Regions from separate parts of the Gossypium hirsutum genome. Here region 1 is linked to region 2. Evidence: chromatin contacts called from public Hi-C data. All regions are on one chromosome and are shown on one strand. The core of a region is the stretch at or near the end of the contact, and the rest is flanking DNA. Distances in the headings are between cores, read along the strand shown. Region 1 holds the start of LOC107915466. Region 2 holds the start of LOC107914835 (transcriptional corepressor LEUNIG_HOMOLOG).

Evidence for each region. A called contact is a pair of places that touch in the nucleus more often than the background predicts.
Region 1: a contact with region 2 is called in a Hi-C map of leaf, with 2.1 times the contacts expected there. The contact joins the promoter of LOC107915466 here to the promoter of LOC107914835 in region 2. A contact is called at or near these places in 3 of 34 Hi-C or Micro-C datasets (hypocotyl and leaf).

What each region holds. Positions count from the first base shown.
Region 1 is chrD10:30,037,693-30,041,705 of Gossypium_hirsutum_v2.1, reverse strand. It overlaps LOC107915466, which reads right to left and starts at 1,688. Exons shown (of 11, transcript XM_041102320.1): 1 at 1,403-1,688; 2 at 1,193-1,276; 3 at 633-728; 4 at 471-546; 5 at 278-373; 6 at 70-143. The coding sequence starts at 1,456.
Region 2 is chrD10:29,593,632-29,598,143 of Gossypium_hirsutum_v2.1, reverse strand. It overlaps LOC107914835 (transcriptional corepressor LEUNIG_HOMOLOG), which reads left to right and starts at 2,793. Exons shown (of 20, transcript XM_016843880.2): 1 at 2,793-2,953; 2 at 3,054-3,144; 3 at 3,274-3,333; 4 at 3,417-3,514; 5 at 3,877-3,986; 6 at 4,083-4,366; 7 at 4,460-4,512. The coding sequence starts at 3,302.

The DNA of each region.
Region 1 (4,013 bases), core at 439-2,938, 440 kb before region 2:
CTATGACATGTGTGACCAAAATAAAAACCCGAGAAGAGAAACAAATAGGGTATCAAATAGTAAACTAACAAAGTCAATAATATCTTCTTCAGTGTAATCTCCAAGAGGCTCATCCAAAGAAACCACAGACACTTCCTCTTCATCTGCAAGAAAATTAATATAATGAACAGATCCCAATGAATTAATGAATCAAAGCATTTAGGAAATATATTCAAAAAAACATGAAAAGTTATGACTAAAGTGTGCTAGTTTTACATTGTGACAAATGATCAGATACCTGGAAGCTGAATGTCTGCTTTACTTGAGCCAAGATCTACGTTACTCTTCAAGGCTCTTCCGAAGATAGCATTCTTGGGGTCAACAACAAGAGGATCTGAAGACAGAAGAACATTTATTTAAATAAAATGCAGAGGAGAGAGTAGGAGAAAAAGAAAACACAGAAAATGCACTTCAACTTAAAGTGAAGATACCATCGATTCCACTGACTTCAAGCATAAAAACAGCACGAGGTCTATTAAATGGATCAGGAATGAGAACCTCATTTAGCTGCAAAAAAAGTATGTCTTTCAAGCTTTTGAAAAAACAAAGAATTAAAAAAGCTAATTACTCAGGATTAATAACTAAAGAACGACCTTAGATGAACCAGCAGCTGAAAGGGTAGTGGGTGGTGCAAAACCAAGCAAGACTGATACAGTAGCACCAACTTCAGCTAACAGCATCGACTCTGACTATTTAAGTGGAAAAAGAATCGAAGTGAGAAGCAAGATCAGAATTAGGTTAAAAATTAGAGACATGAGGAACAAAGGATAATCCAATACGCGTGACAAAAAGAAAAATAAAATGGTTTTGAAGAAAATACTTCCCCCACTATTTCCAAGATCCATCTAAGAAGACAATATATACACTTTTTATCATATATAACTTACAGTAAAAAGATAGTAACAAGAAGTTATCAGTACAATCTTCAAAATTAATATGAGGAAGAAAAATAAAAAGGGTGATATACAAAGTAAAACATATGCATAAGCTAAATTACTGAATTTAAATCCTAATAAGATTCAAGATATTAGTTTCCAAATTTACATATTCTGGCCAAATAGAAAACCATCCACAATCTCTTGATGCTTAAAATCCATCATAAACTATAAATTAAAGGAAATTGATTTCAAATTAAGGAAATGAATAGTTAAACCTGAGCAACATCGTTGGAGGACTGAGAGCGAATAAATTGATGATTTGTACTATCAATGAAGAAAACGGATCCAGTAGATTCAGCCTAAGGTGATGAAATCAGAAAAATAAAAAAAGAAGATCGAATCAATTAAATTAAATTAAATTAATTACAAACAGATCCAATTATATTAAAACAGATTGAAAGAGGAGAAGAAGAAAGAGAGCAAACCCTAGGAAATGCGAAGAAGAGAAAGGAAATTAAGAAAACGGAGAAAATCTTCATTGCAAGAGAAGGGATAATTGTGAGAAAAGAAAAGAGTACGATGTGTGCGGTGGTTTCGCGATCACGGGACTGGATGGAGTAACGAAAGAACCAAGGAAGAGGACGAGCTTTAGTTTTTATGTACAAAACCGACGTCGTGGTGCTTCATATTCACACCGGCGTCGTTTGGTTAAGGTACTGATTGGGTTGGGTTCTTGGGCCAGTATTGGAAAATAAACTTTGTGATGATATTAAAAGTCCAAAAACATGTTACATGCTTCATTTATAATAAATCAATAATATATAATACGAAGGGATTATACTGTTGCTTATATTTTTATACAATTAATATTTTAATAATCTAAAATTTTAAATTTATCGATATAATTATATGAGTGAGTATTTGGTACACTGGCAGTGTACTTTTTTATTTCATAAGTAGCCTTAAAAAATTAGAATATCTTTTTTTTCTAAATATTTTTTTAATTAATTTACTATACTCTTATATGACACTTGTCAATTCCCTAACGCTACTTGTGGATTCTAAAACCCCCACTAACAGTACACCAGATAATTTCCCTAATTATATTTGCCATGCAAGTAAATTTTCAAATCAATCTGATATCTTCTATCATATAAGTATAAAATGTTATATATATACATATATATATTAATATTCATATTTATTGAATTATTAAAATTTATTTACATAAAAATAGTTAGAAATTTTTAATTTACATCAAATTTGGCATGAATTATTTATATGAATGAAATATAAAATATGATGGTTTGATTGTTAAAATTTAATAGTACAAAGACATACGAAAGTGTAATTTTATACCAGTGTAAATGAATTCCCCCATATATAATATATTAAAGCACGAGTTTAGAGAAACATATTTCCAATATAGTCTTCGCTTTTGGTGGTTCATTATATTCTTGAATTTATCATTTTAATTTTTTATTATTATTTATAACATTTATATATGATAATTTTAATGTTAGTAAAATATTTGTATAAATAAATTTACTTAATAAGAAAATTTATTATACTTATAAATAAGAAATTTAATTTTACCAAAATATTTGGTTAAATAAATTTATTTGATAAAAATTTTTATCATACTTATAGATAAAAATATTGATTTCATGAAAAGACTTTTATTAAATGAATATAGATTATAAAAAATAAAAAATTTAAATTTTATACTGAATTAATTTATATTTAAACTTTTATGTTTCTGTTACCCAAAAAAATTAAAAAATATTACTTTAATTTTAAATAGAAGATTTTAATTATTTATATAATAAGTAACTGAATATTGTATATTTAAAATTTTAAAATAATAAAATTATATAAATGTAATATAACATGTTATAATTAAATTAATTATATATTACTGACAAATTATTATGATGAATTTATTGACTATTAAAAAAGTAAAAAAACTGAATGATGTAGAGTTTAATTTACAAATATATCAACTTTTTTTGTAGTTATTAAAATGATTTAATAATGATTAGAAATTTTATTATTAACACTGTATTTAAATGATCAAATTATTTGATATAGATTAATTATGTTTATTAGTTATTATTTTGTATGAAGCAAGTTTATTTGAGAGTTGAATGATTTTTTGTAGCACCCCGGAATTTTGGGTTAAAAGTTTTGAGGTTTGTGGTTAGGGTCAGTGAGCAGGTCGAGCAATTGAATTTGTTGTTGCGTTTTAATATTGGAATGAATCTACTAGTTGGGTGGTTGGATGTGTGTTAGTTTATCTCTGGGTTCTAAGTTTGAATCCTCATGTGTGTGTTTTAAGGAATTGTTCTTTTTTTTTACTTAAATTTGTTTTAAGTTTTAAAATATTTATTTATTTTAAATTTTATTTTTATCTCAAAACCCAACCATTCCACATTCTTTTTCCGGCTTTAGTTCTCTCTGACTTTTCTGTAGTTCCTTCTTTCTTCTCTCTTCTCCAAAATTTAGTTTTCTTGTAATTTCTTTGTAATATCCTGAAAATTATTACAGTAAGAAAGTAGGCATATTTGATATAGTAAAATAAGGAAATAAAGTGACAAAAAGTAAAATTTTGATTTATGACAACATTGGGAAGTATATTATGACATATTAATGCAAAAAAAGAACTAATTCGCAAAAGTGAGAAAAGTTTTATTATCCAGGAGTAAATATTTAAAATTTGAGGGGTTAAAGTGTAAATATGAAAAAGTTTAAGGATTAATTGTGAAAATATTTTAAGGGTGGAATGATCTAGAAACTAAGGAAAATGGATGAATTAGGACCAAATTGAATAAGTGAAGAATTATGAGGGACTAAATCGTAATTTTATCAAATTGAGTGATGACTCAAGGATGGAATTTTAAAAGATCATGAAGGGCAAAATGGTCAATTAGAAGGAGAGAGAAATCTAGAAGGCAATGATGATGTTGGATATATTTTAGATAAATAAATAAATATTAGTTTATAATATTTTATTTGATTTTTTAATGATATTTTATTATTTTATTTAGTATATAAATGTGGAAAGAAAGAAAAAAAAAAGCCACCATCCCAACATTT
Region 2 (4,512 bases), core at 1,544-4,043:
AACTATCAAGATAAGCTAGATAGTGTGACTTGAGTGCCGATCTGATCGTCCAACCTTCCGAGAATCTACAATGACATTAAACAACACAAGTAAGCTTAATGAAGCTTAGTAAGTTCGACGAGTTATACGATAAATCTTACCGAACTAACTATAATAATGCAAACAATAATAATCATCCAAGAGAACTCCCTATCATTCACAACTTCAATCGATCAATTCATCCATGTTCAAATTAATATGAAATAAATAACATATCTTTCAAATTCATTAACAGATTAGCTTACCGAAAATTTCCATTTGAAGAATGACTTATGGGTAAGAGTACATCGTCAACAGAAGCTCATAAGAGCTGGTCCACCCGAACATGCCAACAAAAGCTCATAAGAGCTTAATAGAATCTCGTAAGAGCTGAATAGAAGCTCGTGAGAGCTAATCCACCCAAATCACACCAAATAGAAAGTAAAACGTGAGAGTTCGGAACAAATGCTAAACTCTGGCTTATATGGGTAATATGTCAATATCTCCCTCCAATACCATCTCCACTCCAAATCCCCGTCATACACCAAACACGAATGTACTCAAATCCCGCGTTCAATCCAAACTGAGTATTAAATTCGATAATATAATTCCAACAATAATTCAATTCTAACAATAGAACATATATATAATAACAATCATCAATTTATACAAATGTTAAATTTTAACCGTACGAACTTACTTGGACTGAATTGTAGTCGCTGCAGAGGTTCAAGGACTATTCTGCTATTTTTCCTTTTCCATGAGTATTTAAGAGATTTTGATCTAAAATGTAAAATTCTTCATTTATTAACATATATTTCAATTCCAAAATATTTTACAATTAATACCCTTTTACTTTTCAAAATTACACAATTACCCCAAACTTTTACCATTTTTGCAATTTAGTCCCTTAACCCGAAATTCATCAAATTAACCATTTTTATAAATTAAATATTTTATCCAAATATACTAGGCTCTCAAAAAGCCCCTAATAAATATCAAATTCTCTATTAAACCCTAAAATTTTGACATTTTCATAATTTAATCCTAAAATTAAAATTTAACAAAAATCACTTTACAAAATCATCACACAACACAATAAAAGCTCCAAATACATGATATTCATCAAAAACATCCAATATTCAACAATGGAAACTTCCAAAATTTTTAACAGAATCAAAAACGAAGGTACGGGCTAGCTAGACCTAGTTGCAACGATCTCAAAAACATAAAAATTACAAGAAAACGATTCAATTTCCTTACCATGCAAAGATAAAAGATGGAAAAAAAAAGCTTCCTAGGTCATCAAGAAGAGAAAAATGAGAAAAATAAACCTTTTGTTTCAATTTGTTTCTTTAATTTTGAATAAATTACAAAATTACCATTAAAACCTTTTATTTTATCATTTTCCTTTAATTAGCCGTCCCACTACTTAAATTAAGGCTTAATTATCCCTTAAATTCTTTTACTTAAATTAAGGCTTAATTATCCCTTAAATCCTTTCTCAAATAATAATTAACCATTTAATCACCTAAATGCTAAAATTAACAAGTTTTGCACCTTTTTCAATTTAGTTCTTTTTCTTTAATTAACTATCTAGACGATAATATTTTTAAACCAAATTTTAATATGACTATATTGACTCTATAAATATTTTAAAAATAATATTTACAAGTTGACATGACGGAAATTTGTGGCCCCGAAACCACTGTTCCGTCACCACTAAAAATCGGGCTGTAACAAAATATGAAACTTGCATTTAGATATATTTTGCTAGGGGCTTTAGGGATTTGAGAAAGAAAAAAACAAAATAAAATTTGCAAACAAAATTTTGGATAAAACAACATGAAGTTGTTGATGTGATTGAAAGTATTCATCAAAGGTAAAAACAAATGAGTTTTAGTTTGAAAATTTTAAGATTTTTATAAAATAAAAATTTAGAAGAAATATTAGTTTACCTTTTTTTTAGTTTTAGTTTTAAGAATTTTTTAGATTTATACATATTTAAAAATATTTTTTTTTATTTTTTTAAAATTATGATTTTTAATTTTTTTATAATAATTTTTAGTCTAATATTTTTTTTAAAGAATTTGTTTACAATTATTGTTAAGAAAACTTTAAAAATATTAAAAATATTTTTTAATTATAACTGAGAAACCAAATTAACTGTTAACTTTTTGAATTAATGTACAATATTACTTTTTTTAACGAAAATTAGCAATCGAGTGATAAAAATATAACAAATTGATAACATTAGTAACTATTATGTAGTATTTGAAAGTTGGGTGATCGAAATATAATTTTAAATAAAATTTGAGAATAATTGATGTAATTTACCCTAAAAATATTTATATATATTTATAAATCGAATCAAATTCGTGCATGTTTTATATTGGTTAATTTTTTAAGGTTTATCTTATTTATTTTTTATATCATTAACTTTTTATAATTAGTTTTAATTTATTAAAATTCATTAATCTAATTTTTATTTTAAATTTATTCATTCATAATAATCAGAAATATAAACATTTTAAAAATATTCCAAAATTTAAAATTTTTATCGAAATGCAGTCTAAGAAATTAGGGAAGTGTTGTGAGATTAGGAATTCTTTTTCATATTAAATTACCTATTTATATCAAAAAAAGAAAAAGAAAAGAAAAAACTTAGAAGTATATATAAAAGCATGTGGTGGGTCCTTTTGCTGACGTGGTGTGTGAGAACTGAGAAAGTCCGAACCAACTATTCTGAACTTCAAGGACTCCAAACCTGAGGTTTGTTGAGTCAGATCCCGAGTACCCGAATCTCTGGTTTGGATCTTATTCAAACTCTCCCTTTTGGCCATTTTCACTTATGTTAACTATCATAGATATCAAATCAACTTATTAAAAGGAAAACCCTAATTCCATTTATAGCTTCCTTTTCTGAATTCATAAGGTCTTACCTTTTTCCTTCTTCTTTAATTTAATCTCATCTTTTATTAAGATGCTTTATGGAAATTTATGATTTTTTTTAAATTGTTTCTTATTGAATGCAGAAACCAATATTAGATCGCTTCTTCACTAGGTCAAGAGTGGTAATGCAGGCTTTGATCTATTGACTTGATCCGTTGAATTGCTCCCTTTAAGGTTAGTTTTGATCAACGTAGTTTCATGTTTTACAATTATAATATCTTGTACTAAATTTGTAAACTTTTTTGGTAAATCGAATTTTTAATTTAACCCTACATCAATTTTGCTTTGCTTTGTTTTGAACAGTTAATTAATTTGTTTTTGAGCTGAAACGATGGCGCAGAGTAATTGGGAAGCAGATAAGATGTATCTATATGATATTTCAGAAAATGAATATTATTTTTAGTTTAATTTGATTCCTTTACTTCTATTTAAATTTTGGTTGGCAGGCTTGATGTTTATATATATGATTATTTGGTAAAGAAAAAACTGCATGTCACTGCAAAGTCCTTCATGACAGAAGGGAAAGTCGCCCCGGATCCAGTAGGTAAGAATTGGTTTTGACTATGTACAATTTCTGTTAGTTAATTCATGACATTGTGTGACTGAAGATTTTATGCAGAAATGGAGTTCTTATATGAATCTGTTTTTACCTAAGTTACATTGACTTTTGACTTTACCTAAAAGTACCTTGTCGTACTTTTCTTGGGCATTTTAAATGGGTATGCCATTTAGATTCTTAACATTAATGTAAGAAATGCCAAATTAATGGTCGTAATGGAGGGGGTAATTTTTCTTTGGAATTAAAGGTTATACTTTGCTTGGTTATGTTGTAATTGTGTAGCATATTGTTGGTTGAGGGAATCTGGTTTTACAAGTGATTTATTGAGGACTTGCTTGTTTACCCAGCGATTGATGCTCCCGGTGGGTTTCTTTTTGAGTGGTGGTCTGTCTTTTGGGACATATTTATATCGAGAACAAATGACAAGCATTCAGAGGCTGCTGCAGCATACATAGAGGTGACTTCTTACAACTTTAGCAAGTATTATTGTAAGTACCTTGTCATTTCTTCAATTTATACCAAATGATTTGAACCATTATGGATTTACTTACAGGCACAACAAATCAAGGCAAAGGAGCAACAGCAGTTGCAGATGCAGCAGTTGCAACTGATGCGTCAAGCTCAGATGCAACGCAGGGATCCTAATCATCCTTCTTTAGGTGGTCCTGTAAATGCAACTGGCTCTGAAGGAATGCTAGGGCAGTCAAATGCAAGTGCATTGGCAGCAAAAATGTATGAAGAGCGCATGAAACACCCAAATGCAATAAATTCAGAGACATCCCAGCCACTTCTTGATGCTAGGATGGCCCTCTTAAAATCAGCTACAAATCATCCTGGGTAAATATACTTGTACATTTTAGGTAAGGTATTTTGTCTATTGCGATTAACATTTTTCTGGTTAATGACAAATCAAAATTGTCTCTGATGCAGTCAGTTGGTTCAAGGAAATCAAGGAAGTGTAACTGCAGCATTGCAACAAATTC